Regions from separate parts of the Sus scrofa genome. Here regions 1 and 3 are each linked to region 2. Evidence: chromatin contacts called from public HiChIP or PLAC-seq data. All regions are on one chromosome and are shown on one strand. The core of a region is the stretch at or near the end of the contact, and the rest is flanking DNA. Distances in the headings are between cores, read along the strand shown. Region 1 holds the start of RAB11FIP1 (rab11 family-interacting protein 1). Region 2 holds the start of BRF2 (transcription factor IIIB 50 kDa subunit). Region 3 holds the start of ADGRA2 (adhesion G protein-coupled receptor A2).

Evidence for each region. HiChIP or PLAC-seq counts read pairs in DNA pulled down with a chosen protein or histone mark.
Region 1: a contact with region 2 is called in an H3K27ac HiChIP or PLAC-seq map of alveolar macrophages. The contact joins the promoter of RAB11FIP1 here to the promoter of BRF2 in region 2. A contact is called at or near these places in 1 of 5 promoter capture datasets (liver), 20 of 47 Hi-C or Micro-C datasets (alveolar macrophages, blood, embryonic fibroblasts and 8 more) and 1 of 2 datasets of contacts at active chromatin or transcription factors (alveolar macrophages).
Region 3: a contact with region 2 is called in an H3K27ac HiChIP or PLAC-seq map of skeletal muscle. The contact joins the promoter of ADGRA2 here to the promoter of BRF2 in region 2. A contact is called at or near these places in 10 of 47 Hi-C or Micro-C datasets (adipose tissue, embryonic fibroblasts, epiblast stem cells and 6 more) and 1 of 2 datasets of contacts at active chromatin or transcription factors (skeletal muscle).

What each region holds. Positions count from the first base shown.
Region 1 is chr15:48,525,511-48,529,634 of Sscrofa11.1, reverse strand. It overlaps RAB11FIP1 (rab11 family-interacting protein 1), which reads right to left and starts at 2,252. Exons shown (of 5, transcript XM_021076260.1): 1 at 1,796-2,252. The coding sequence starts at 2,172.
Region 2 is chr15:48,565,974-48,569,801 of Sscrofa11.1, reverse strand. BRF2 (transcription factor IIIB 50 kDa subunit) reads right to left here and starts at 1,595. Exons shown (of 4, transcript XM_003133367.6): 1 at 1,303-1,595; 2 at 572-631. The coding sequence starts at 1,456.
Region 3 is chr15:48,608,991-48,613,349 of Sscrofa11.1, reverse strand. It overlaps ADGRA2 (adhesion G protein-coupled receptor A2), which reads left to right and starts at 2,316. Exons shown (of 20, transcript XM_003133366.4): 1 at 2,316-2,993. The coding sequence starts at 2,731.

The sequences.
Region 1 (4,124 bases), core at 1,003-3,502, 41 kb after region 2:
AAGGGGCTCCATTAATCCAGGAACATCTTATAAACATCAATTAAGTCTGGCCACAGCTCCATTTATATAAGTAGGGAAACTTGGGTGTTTAGAGACAGAGCAGCCTGAAGCTCAGCAATGAGTCAGGGCCAGAGTGGGCACTAGCCCCAGAAACTTGGAATCCCCATCTCTGGCAGGGAGATGCGATCTATCTTTCAAGGGACTTAAACGTTCACATGAGAAACAGATGGCAGAGACCAACAAGAATATCCACACATCCTGGGATGGGACAAGACAAAGGGCAGCCTACAGCACCTAGTTGAAGCTGGAAAAGAAGCCAGTCCAAGGCCCCCAAATGTCATTTAAGCAAACAGAAAATGAGCACTGCTCCAGCCCCTGCTCGGCAGGCAGAGGCTGCTGCTCACCTAATGGCATGTAAGTTGATGCCATAAAGATACCCCATCCATCCTCATCTCAAGGCCCTCTATTTTTATCTGATTTGAGTTCAGAAATGCCTGTTCATCGTTGACCAGATAAGGAAAGCAGGTATTATGTGCACAAGCACCAGACAGAAAAAGGGCTCTGGTAATTTCAAATCCTCTGGCTTTTCTGTCTCCTTCATGAGGGAAAGTTAAAAATACTGTTTATATCTAAAATGCACAATGTGAATCAGAATGCCTCATAAACTGTAGGGGTTAGGTGGTAACATAACTGCACATTTAAAGGCCAGCAAAGTAACCAGGTTAAGCTAAGAAAGCGTGGCTAGGTTCTGGTATTTTAGATGAGCATAATCAAATGTTCCATTCCAAACACCGGTGAAAGAAACAAACAAATGGGTAACAGTCTGCAACCAACAGGGTTTTCCCCCCGCTTTCCCTGCTGGAGGGTGATTCATGAAAACAGAAGTCCTGATGGGGGTAGGGGGGGAGCTACGGGGGAGCAGTCATTCCCACTCCCACCCCCCACCCCCGTAGGACCAGAGAGAACCTGAGAAACTCCAGCGAGAAACAATGCCTACTCCCAGTTACTTGGCCAAGGGCAGGCCCTGGCTCCAGCCATCACTGGGAAATCCTTACTAATTTGGGGGCCAGGGCAAAATGGGTCAATATTTTTCGGTCTGAAAGTTAAACCAAACCGTTGTAGCATTCTTGGAGGAGGCGAGGGAGGGGCAAATTCTCTAGACCAACCCCTGACCCGGTGGTGAGGTGGGGCGGGGGTGGGGGTGGGGGACAGCCCTCCCAGGGCAGTCCTCATTCCCCAGCCTCCACCGCCACCCACCCGCATCGCAATGCCCCAACTCGGTCCCTGGGGGATCCTCTAGTGTCTGTGGGTTTCACTGCTCCAGTTAGCCCTTCCAGCGTCCTGGCCCAGCCATTTCCAGCTCAGTGTCCGGTACAATGAAATACCCAGGAGGCTTTCCACGGAATCCAAGGCGTATATCAAATATACACGCTACTCAACTAATAAGACAAGTTCGTCAGCCCACTGCTAGTTTCAATTCATCAAAAATTCATTAAGTGATTACGAAGTTCCAGGCGCTGAGCGCCCTCCTGCAGATTAAAAAACGCGGCAGGTACCTCCACCTCCGTTTTCAAAGAACCCACGTACTGGGAGAGCTGGGGCGGGACAGCCCAAGAAGAAGCTGAAGTGAGAATACTATTACTGGCCGAGGGGATCCCTCCCGAGAGGCCTCGTTCCGTCAGTCCCCTGGGGGGAGGTGGTGGGGGGACGGGGACACACTCTAAAAGGGTCTCACCGCCCAGGCCAAGCGTCCTCCCCGGCCTGCCCCGCTCCGGGTCCTCGCCCCCGCACTCACTGGGTCTTTCTGCGGCCCTGGTCCCGGTGCAGCTCCCGCAGGTCCACCTCGGCGCGGCCCAGGAACTTGTCGAGGCCGAGCAGCGCGCGGTGCAGCACGGTGAGCTGCAGGGTGGTGGCGGCGGCTGGCACAGCCTCGGCCGACAGCAGCGGCGGCAGCTCGAAGGTGGCCTCCTCCCGCCACACGGGCGCGCCCAAACTGCGTTCGGACACTGAGGTGGCGTACTTCTCCTTGCCCACCTGGATCACCGCGTACGCGTCGCTCGTGCCCCCGGGGCCCTTGGCCCGAAGACCCCGCGCCTGCAACACCGTCACCTGCACGTGCGTTGGGGACCATACGGGCCCTCGGCCCTTGCCCGCCGAGGCCGCCAAGGACATGGTGACGGCTGTGCGATCCAACCGAAAGTGAGAAGATAGCCGCGACGCGCGGCTTCCACAGCCTGCCCAGCCGCCCCGACCTCTTTAAGGCTTCCGGCCACGCCCCCTCCTGGACACGCCCCCTCCACCCGCCCCCACCTGCCGGGCGGGCCCGCCTCCGTCGCGTACGCGAAGCTAGGCTCTAGGGGCCCGGGTGGGGCTAGCGCTTAGTGGGCGGGGGCGGGGCTTGGAGAATTCCGGTCTGAGAGTTGGTAGGTGAGAGTTGGGGTCTTACTTGCCAAAGGTCGCATGGCTCAACCGGAACGGAACTGACCGAAGCAGAGACTGGGAATGAGACCTCATTTCCAATCTGGCCTCGTCCAAGTGGCAGGTGTGTGGCTTTGCACAGATTACTTAAAGCCTTGGAGTCTCAGTTTCTTTGTATGTAAAATGAGATAACAACCACCTCGTAGAATTGTTGCCAAAAAAATGTCACCTGGCCCAGGGCGAGTTCTCAGTAGAGGGTAGCTATGAAGGTGATAATGAATGCGATTCCGAATTCACTGCTCTTTCTACTTTGGTCGCTGGGGAAGTTACTCTGGAGGAAAGTGGGTCCAGGGATGGTGCCAGGTGGGTGGCTAAGGAGGAGGATTTTTGATGGCTACCTCAAAAGGGGAAGGTAAAGGAAGGGAGCACTTGAGGTGGTGTGGGAGTGTTCTATTTTGCCGCGCCTTCACCAAAAAAGGTGAAGCCAAGAGGAGGGAAGTCAGAGAAGGGAAGGAAAGGAGGAACTGAACGGGATTGCCAAATGGACCTCGGGAGCAGAGGCCCTTCTCCCGCAGTTCCCTCTTTCTCAGGTCTGGACCCTCTGCAGTCTCTCTTCACCCTCTGGGCTCCCAGTCAGGCACCTCCTTGTTCCCAGGGTCCATTGGATGGGCGATGCCCTTCATTTCCTGTATCCTACTTCAAAGGTTCAAATATTGATCAACAGATTGCAGAGGTCACTTTGAAGGGTTTTAGGTTTTACAGTTAAGGAGAGTCCTGGAGCAGATAAGTGATTCGTTCAAGGCTCTACAACAGAGCCAGGACTAGAACCCAGGTGTTCTGACTCCCATGCAGTCTTTCTATTGCATCCTTTGATTCTTCCAGATCCTCAGAGCTCCAGTCTCGGGTTGCTGTCAGTTTCCCGCCAGATCTCTAGATTCCTCTCCCTCCAAGCCACACTACACACAGCCTGCTCCAAATCCTACCATGGTGCCTCCCCACCAACCGCATTAACTTCAGTCTTGAAAGAGATTCAAGGCATTCCTGTCTGGGGCCCACTCTGACTCACTTCTCTATCTCCTAGACAAACTATAGCACTGATAATCTGTCCCATCTGTCCCACGGCTGCCCTGCCCACCTTTGCCAACCCACGTCCTACCCCCTGCAAGGCTTTACTCAGATTTCTCCAAGGTTTGGCTTCCCATAGCCCTCTTCAGGGCAGAACCACGTGCTGACTTGTCTCCTCCAGAGCCCCTGACACAAACCTGGACACACAGTAGGTACTGAAGAAGTGCTATGGAATTGAAGAGTTGGCAGGTTATCCCACACTACCATAAGTACATAGTGTTTCTTTTACATCAGATATTAGAAGACTAAAAAAAAAATTTATTTTTTAGATCTTTTTTTAGGGCCTCACCTGCAGCATATGGAAGTTCCCGGCTAGGGGTTGAATCAGAGCTGTAGCTGCCAGCCTACAACACAGCCACAGCAATGCCAGATCCAAGCCACATTTGTAACCTATGCCACAGCTCACGGAAATGCTGGATCCTTAACCCCCTGAGCGAGGCCAGGTAACAAAACCACATCCTCATGAATACTAGTCGGGTTCTTAACCCACTGAGCCACAACAGGAACTCCAAAAAAAAAAAAAAATTTAAGAAATTAGAAAATAGGGAGTTCCCATAGTGGCTCAGCAGTTAACGAATCTG
Region 2 (3,828 bases), core at 346-2,845:
AGGAGCCATCATGCAGCTCCCAGCAATTTCTGGTAAACCTGCCTCAGATATGAGATGCACAAATAACAAACCTTTCTATAATGACAACAGCGACACTTAGTGAGGACATTTGGGAGGCACAAAGTCACTTATAGAAAGAAGTCACATTTCAGTGCCCCATCTTTTGGAGGCTGGTTTGATTTGTGGCCAAGCCAAAGTTTGCATCTGAGCTCCTTAGTCTACCTCAAACAAATCCCCAAGCAAACCTGAATCTTCCACCTAATTGCTACCTCTCTTAGAACCATCTCCTCGCTCCCTTCCTTTCTTTTTTTTTGCCATGCCCGTGACATGTGGAAGTTCCTGGGCCAGGGATCGAACCCATGCGACAGCAGCAACCCAAGTCATAGCAGGACAACACCAGATCCTTAACCAACTGAGCCACCAGGAAACCCTATCATCCTTTATTTTTAATTACCATTCTCTTCAACTCAGCCTTACACAGTAATGCTGAAAACAGGAAAGATAAGTAGATGGGCTGGACCATCAGGAGAGTTTTCTTTAAAGCACTATGTCATAAAAGGTTTATTCTCACCTCGTTGCTGGCTGCGACTAACTTGTTCATTTTCCCCTGTGCTTCGGGAATATGTTACTTCTGTAAGATAATGGGCAACAAATAGCTTGTTTAGCCTCCACGTGCCACACCCTTGCCCTCCCACCACACAAAACCCAGGAGCCAAACCAGGACGCATCCACTTCTTGTCCCATCTTTGCACATTAAAGGTCCATCTGATTTTCTATGACCACAAACAGTACCCAATACAAAGAAATTTAGGAAGATTAGGACTGCACTAAAGCAGCTCCAAGTGTTCCAGCCATCTCTCTTGTACATCCAATTCAGGCAATTTTCCTGACTGAATATTCTGAGGGTTGCATTGGTCACAGACTTGAAGAGCAGAGAGGGAAGAAAAAAAAAAAAAAAAAAAGATGCTTTTGCCAATTAGTGCTCAAAACTACTTTGCGGTAATAGTATTTTCTGTATTCGTAAAGAATTGATCCGCAATCCTTCCACCATGCCCAGACTAGGTAAATTGAGTGCAGCTTTCTCTCTTGATTTCATTTATTCAGCGTTTATTAATACCAAATACCTTGCTAGAAAAACACAGATAAACCGCAGTCCCTGAGCTTCTACAGCTCACTCGTTCACTTTAGGCCATTTTCTCCCGTGCATGTGACCAGGAAAAGGCAGGAGATAAGAATCTCGACGTCAATCACTCCACTGCCCCCAGGCTGTTATCCATTGCCCTGGAAAAGCCCGCAAGGTACCTCGGAGGTTGCCCTCATCACTGAAGGTGGTCGTAAGGACTCCCTCGGTGACCACACAGCCGCAGTCGGAGCACACCAGCTGGCTCTGCGAATAGTGTGAGTCTTCCACCAGCTCAGTGGAGCCGCAATCGGGGCAGCGGCCTCTTCCCGGCATCTTACAACCCGTCCAGAGCCGAGGAAGCCTTCGGGTAACCGCCCCTAACGTCGACAACAGCAACAGTGTTGCAAACAGGAAGTAGGAGCGGAGCTTTCTAAGGCCTGCACCACCTCCTTCCGGCCAGCGTGACAGCCGTACTATGGGTAGTTCCTCCTCGGCCACGCCCCACTTCCGGTCCTTTCCTCTGAGGACTCGGGTAGAAATGTGAGCCAGGAGACGGGGGTTCCTGCTGGACTGCGTCTTCGGGTTCTCCGCAAACTGTAGTTAGTTTGAGGTGGGCTAGACTAGCAGTTGCATTTGGGTGAGCTTTTTACATGCATGGATACGCATAATATACAAGAAAATTGTTGCCATCCACAAAGAACTCTTTTTTCTAAAGCGCTAGGGGAATCGTAGATGCTCCATTTCCCTTTGGTAAGGAACGTTGATTTGGGCCATGGTACAAAGTTTGTGTCTAAAAGGGAGAGTGGTCTAGTGAGAGGGCAGGGAACTGTGTTCCTTCCAGAGCGCCTTCACCTCGAGCCAGTTGTCTCTTCTCTTTGCAGTCCATTTTTCTCAACTGTGGAATAAAGGAGTTGAATTAAAATCCAGAGTGGCACCCTCAAATGCCTTCAGAGGCTAGGCAAAGAATGTCTAAAGGAGTTGGAGAGAAAGAATATGGGGTGGTGAGGCCTTTGGCAATCTGGAGGGTTCAAGCAGATGCGGATGTTTTTAAAACCTTGAGCTTTAAGATGCTCCAAGATTCTAGCTCCAAAGTTCCTAGCATGGTATATAGCACAGATCAAAGAATCTTGAGGAAAACTGTGCCGCTAGCAGTGTTATAGAAACCAAGCTTACCAATTAGAGATTTTGTATGTCATGTTTGAGCATAAATTAAAAGTCATCAAAGAGGTATTTTCTTTTTCTTTCTTTCTTTCTTTCTTTCTTTCTTTCTTTCTTTCTTTCTTTCTTTCTTTCTTTCTTCCTTCCTTCCTTCCTTCTTCCTTCCTTCCTTCCTTCCTTCCTTCCTTCCTTTTGTCTTTTTATGGTCCTACTCACAGCATATGGAAGTTCCCAGGCTAGGGGTTGAATTGGAGCTGTAGCTGCTGGCTTACACCACAGCAACACCAAACCCGAGCTGCCTCTGCAACCTATACCATAGCTCAAGGCAACACCAGATCCTTAACCCATTGAACAAGGCCAGGGATTGAACCTGCGTCCCCATGGATACTAGTCAGGTTTGTTACCACTGAGCCACAGTGGGAACTCCCAAACTATTACATTTAGAATGGATAAGCAATGAGGTCCTGCTGTATAGCTCAGGGACTTATATCCAATCACTTGTGATAGAACATGATAGAAGATAATATGAGAAAAAGAATGTGTATGCATGTATAACTGGGTCACTTTGCTGTACAGCAGAAATTGACAGAACATTGCAAGTCAACTATAATTAAAATGTTTTTAAATAAATAAATATCCGACTGCAGCAGCTTGAGTCGCTGAAGAGGTGCAGGTTCAATTTCTGGCCTAGTGAGTGGGTTAAATGGCTCGGTATTACACAGCTATGGCATAAGTCCCAGTTGTGGTTCAGATTCAGTCCCTGGCCCAGGAACTTCCACATGCTGCAGGTGCAGCCATAAAATTTTAAAAATACAAATAAAAATAAAAACCAACCAGGAGTTCCTGTTATGGCTCAGTGGTCATGCACCAGACTAGTATTTGTGAAGATGTAGGTTCAATCCCTAGCCTTGCTCAGTGGATTAAGGATCCGAGCTGTGGTATAGGTCAAAGATGCAGCTCAGATTGGGTATTGCTGTGGCCGTAGCGTAGGCTGGCAGGTGTAGCTCTGATTCGACCCCTAGCCTGAGAACTTCCGTATGCCATGGGTAGGGCTCTAAAAAGCAAAAACAAAAAACAAACAAACCAAACCAGGAGTTCCCTGGTGACCTAGCAGTTAAGGAATTTGGTGTTGTCACTGCTGTGGTTTGGGTCACTGCTGTGACGTGGGTTCAATCCCTCACCCAGAAACTTCTACATGCCATGGGCTTGGCCAAAAAAAATAAAAAGAGAGGAGTTCCCGTCGTGGCCCAGTGGTTAACGAATCCGACTAGGAACCATGAGGTTGCGGGTTCAATCCCTGGCCTTGCTCAGTGGGTTAAGGATCCGGCGTTGCCATGAGCTGTGGTGTAGGTTGCAGATGCGGCTCGGATCCGGCATTGCTGTGACTGTGGTGTAGGCTGGCGGCTACAGCTCCGATTAGACCCCTAGCCTGGGAACCTCCATATGCCGCGGGAGCGGCCCTAGAAATGGCCAAAAAGACCAAAAAAAAATAAATAAATAAAAATAAAAAAATAAAATAAAAAGAGAGAGAGAATTAGGAGTCTATC
Region 3 (4,359 bases), core at 1,067-3,566, 43 kb before region 2:
TAATTAAAAAAAAAAGGTATCGGAGAGTTCCCATTGTGGCTCAGCAAAAAATAAACCCAACTAGTATCCATGAGGATGCGGGTTTGATCACTGGCCTAGCTTGGTGGGTTAAGAATCTGGAATTGCCATGAGCTCTGGTGTAGGTTGCAGCCTCAGCTTGGATCTTGGGACCCGGCATTGCTGTGGCTGAGATGTAGGCCAGCAGTTGCAGCTCCAATTCCATCCCTAGCCTGGGAACTTCCTTATGCCGTGGGTGTGGCCCTTAAAAAAAAAAAAAAGAATTGGAAAACAAGATCCTACCATATAGCACAGGGTACTATATTCAATGATCTGTGATAAACCATAATGGAAAAGAATAGGAAGAAGAATATTTATAAATATGAATATATACAACATATGAGGAATTTTTGTTGTACCGCAGAAATTAACACAATATTATAAATCAACTATACTTCAGTAAAATTAAATTTAAAAAAAAAATTTAAGTTCCCAGCGCTGGCTCTTTACACCTCAGACATTGTTTCCTCACCATACTTGTAAAATGGAAAGTCACTCGAGCTCCACTCATCTTCCTGAGTGAGTATAGAGGCCAAAAGTGATGATCAACAGGACAGGACAGCGTCCTGGAAATGTCTCCACCTCATTCCCACCTGTGGGAAAGCATCGCCTCATTAAATGTCAGCCTCAGAGAGTGGATGTTGCAGTGGAATTCCTTTCCAGCCTCTGAGTGCCTTCACTTAGCAAAAAAAAAAAAAAAAACAGAAATGACAGAAAGACTGTGTGACCCAGGCCAGAGGCCTCCTCTGCTCTGGTCTCTGAGAAGTTCCCTGGCCTGTGAACCAGAGGATTGGGTGGCAGGCCTGCCCTGGGCCGTGGCTCTGTGACGACCCTTCCTAGGAATGCAAGCCCGGCCCCTGCCAGCCCTGCAGAGGGCTCCTGCTGAGGGAGGCCCGTCTTCTCCCTTCCTCCATTTGCAGTCACTATTTATTTATCTTTGGAAGTTGAAGGAACCAGAGCCTGCAACTGGGACAGACCTGTGGAGCCAGAAGGAGCCAGTGTCTGGGCCTGGCATCTGCCGCTCATGTGAGGGAAAGAAGCCATTCCCAGCAAAGGGGGTGGGGGACCCAGCTGATATGCCACTGTACTAGGAAAGGTGCCACATACACCAGCAGAGCCAAGGGCACACAAAGACGGTGACGGTCACTACAGTGGCCGATTCGGTGGCCCAGCGAAGGATGGGAAAAGGAGCTCTGCCCAGGAACCCCTCAACCCTGGTAGCCTCATCTCCACAGCAAAGGTGCCATTTCTACTCCTCACCCCCAGCCTGCATCTCCCTGCAAGTGTCAGAAAAGGCAGCCTCTGTGGGAAGACAAGAAGCAGACACATTGGGCCACACTTCATTTGTCCCTCTGTCCCAGCTTGTGTTTCAGTCTATCTGGGAATCAAGGTGATTTTCAAACCCATCTGAGTGCCCTCCCACCACCACCGCTAACCAGTTTTCAGGCAACAACTTGCATTCACAAACTAGGGGGCAGGCAGGGCCCCACTTTGACCCCCAAGATTCTACCCCCCCCATGTGTCCTTAGAGCTGCCTAGAAAGGGCCCTCCTGACTGGGTACAGTGCTTTTTCCACTCCCAGCACACACCCCTGCTTTTCCCTTCTCCATCCCCCCCATTCCCACTGTTCCCCCAAACACACACGTGGATGTGGAAAAGGTAGGCGGTGGCAGATCTAGCCTGTCTGCCTTGGCCTTTGACCCCTCCTAGGCAGAAAGACATGCACCCCCCACTGGGCGAGGTCAGCCAGCAGCAAGGAGGGTCTGAGCCTCCTAAGACTTGGCTACGATCCTGCAGTGAGTGCCGGCCTCCAGACTGGCCCATCAGGTCAGGGGTCAAGGGAAGCCGAGCCTCAGCAACCCCAGAGCAGTGAACAAAGTTAAACCAAAACATGGACATCTCTGGCCAAGCCCGCAGGTCAACGAAAGTCCCAGAGATATGGGGTGCAGGCTGGACAGGAATGAGTGAGGGAAGATTTTGTGAAAAGTGACGGCGGTTGGCTTTGAGGTCGGAGATGGGTTGTCAGGAGGAAGATTCCTGCCTCAGGGGAGAGGGGCGGGAGTGAGAAAAAGTCTACATTCAAGGCGGGTGCAGGGAACTTGCGGGGCCTCAAGCCGGCTGGCCCGCTCAGGCTCCGAGGAGGGCAGAGGCCTGGCTGCGTATCGGGAGGCGCTAGGGCCTCGCGGACGGACGAGCTGGCGAGGGGAGGGCGCCCGCTCGGGAGGGAGGGAGGGGGCTGGCGGCGGCGGGAGCGGCGCCGCGCCGAGCTGCCTCCATCCATGGCACGGAGCGGCGGCGGCGGCGGCGGCGGCGGCGGCGGCAGGAGCCCGGCGCGATCCGCTAGGTCCCAGCCCCGCGCAGAGCGAGCAAGCGCCGCGGAGGGGTCCGGCCTCAACCGGCCCGGGAGAACCGCGCAGAGACTCGGGCCGCGACGCCTGGGGCCGCCCGCGCCGCGCTGACAGCCGCGCCCGCGTCCTCCCCGCCGGGGCGCTCGCCGGACATGCCCCCGGGGCGCGGCGGCGGGGACCCCGGGGCTTGCCTCCGCCCAGGGCCCCCCGCCCCGCCCTCGGGCGCCCCGGGCCCCCGCTGAGCACGCCTCCCGCACTCTCGGATCCCTCTGGCCGGCGCGCAGACGGGCCCCAGCGCTGTCGGTCCCCGCGGGGCGATGGGCTGATGGGCACCGCGGGACGCAGGATGCGGGCGGCGCCCGCGCGCCTGCTGCTGCAGCTGCTACCCTGGCTGCTGCTCTTGGTGCCCGGGACCTGGGGCGCGCCCGGCTGCCCGGTCCCCATCCGCAGCTGCAAGTGCTCGGGGGAGCGGCCCAAGGGGCTAAGCGGCGGCTCATCCAACCCGGCACGCAGGAGGGTGGTGTGCGGCGGCGGGGACCTCCCGGAGCCTCCGGAGCCCGGCCTTCTGCCTAACAGCACCGTTACCCTGTGAGTACCAAACTCGGCCAGCCCAGCCCGATCCCCGACGAGGGGACGAAAGGAAACCAGACGGGAGGGGTGAGAAATGGGGGACCGAGAGGATGCCAACACTTCAGAGACTCTAGGACAGGCCTGGTCCAGAAGAAGAAAAGGGAGGCTTGGAGAAGCAGGGGGAAAATTAGAGCTCCAGGGGTGTCGAATGAGGAAGGAGCATGGCGTGGAGTGGGGGTGGGGGCGTCCCAAAGAGAGGCAAGGCGGACGCCCACTCACCTGCACAGGTGAAGGGGAATGCGCGCTGGCGGGACGCCCACGCCCCTTGAGTTTCCAGCCGGGGCTGGTGTTGCGGACTTCGGGGACCTGAAGTGGGCAGGCTCGGGGAAGGCTCAGGGAAGCTCGACGCCTGCGGCCCAGTAGGTGGTTGTGGTCTTTACCACCGCGGACGCGTCCCTGGCGGCACGCCGATTCACTCCGCGGGCCTGGCTCCTCCAGTTGGGGGCGCCCCATTCGACCCTGAAGCCTGCCAGCCCCGCTTGCAGATCTTCTCTCTAGCGCAGGCGGGAGGGTGGGCTCGGAAAAAGTCTGTCCTCGGGGTGCAGGCGCTTCTGGGGTGAACAAGACCCCAGCGTCCCGATTCTTCTCGGGCCCCTCTCCCGCCCGCGCGCATCTGTGAAGTGAGCTCTGTTTTGGGTCCTGCATCCGTCCCTCTTCTTTCCCTCCCCGGATATAACACGAGCTTTGGCTGTTTCTCGATTGACTTCTTCGCGTAGGGATTGCGAAGACAGAAACCTGGCTGAGGTCGGAAGGAGGCTGCCTGCTAGGCTCCTTCGGTCTTCCCAAGTTTCCCTTCTCAGCTGGGGCCTTATTAAACTCTCACTTTGACGGCAACTAGCGCGGCCGGTCGCGCCGCAACCCAAACCCAAACCTCCGCGAGGGGGGTCCGAAATCCCGGCAACAGCGAGAGAATTAGCGACCCCTCCCCACCGCGACGATTTCCTGCGCAGACCACGTGCTTGCAGCTCCACGCACGCGGCGGAGTGGAGGGTCCGGCCCTAGCGGCGGCCCCTTCCTTTCCTGTCCCGGATCCAGCCTACGACGAGCCGCTTCCCCTTCCCTGTCCTCCTGACCCCAGTGGCAACCGTTTCCCCACCGCCCCTTGCCCGGAGTTGGAGCTGGCGCACAGTCTAGCCGATTGTGTCCAGAACAATACAGTAACGCCTCTGGTTGGGTGAGTTCAGAGGCTGCCCGCTTCCTGACAGGACACGACTGGTCAGCCTCTGACGTTGGCCGCCCGGCCTGTATTTTCCCCCAGCTGGGGTGGGTGGGTGTTTGTGTGCATGAGGGGGCTGGAAGCCAGGTCTCCGCTCTTTTCCAGGGC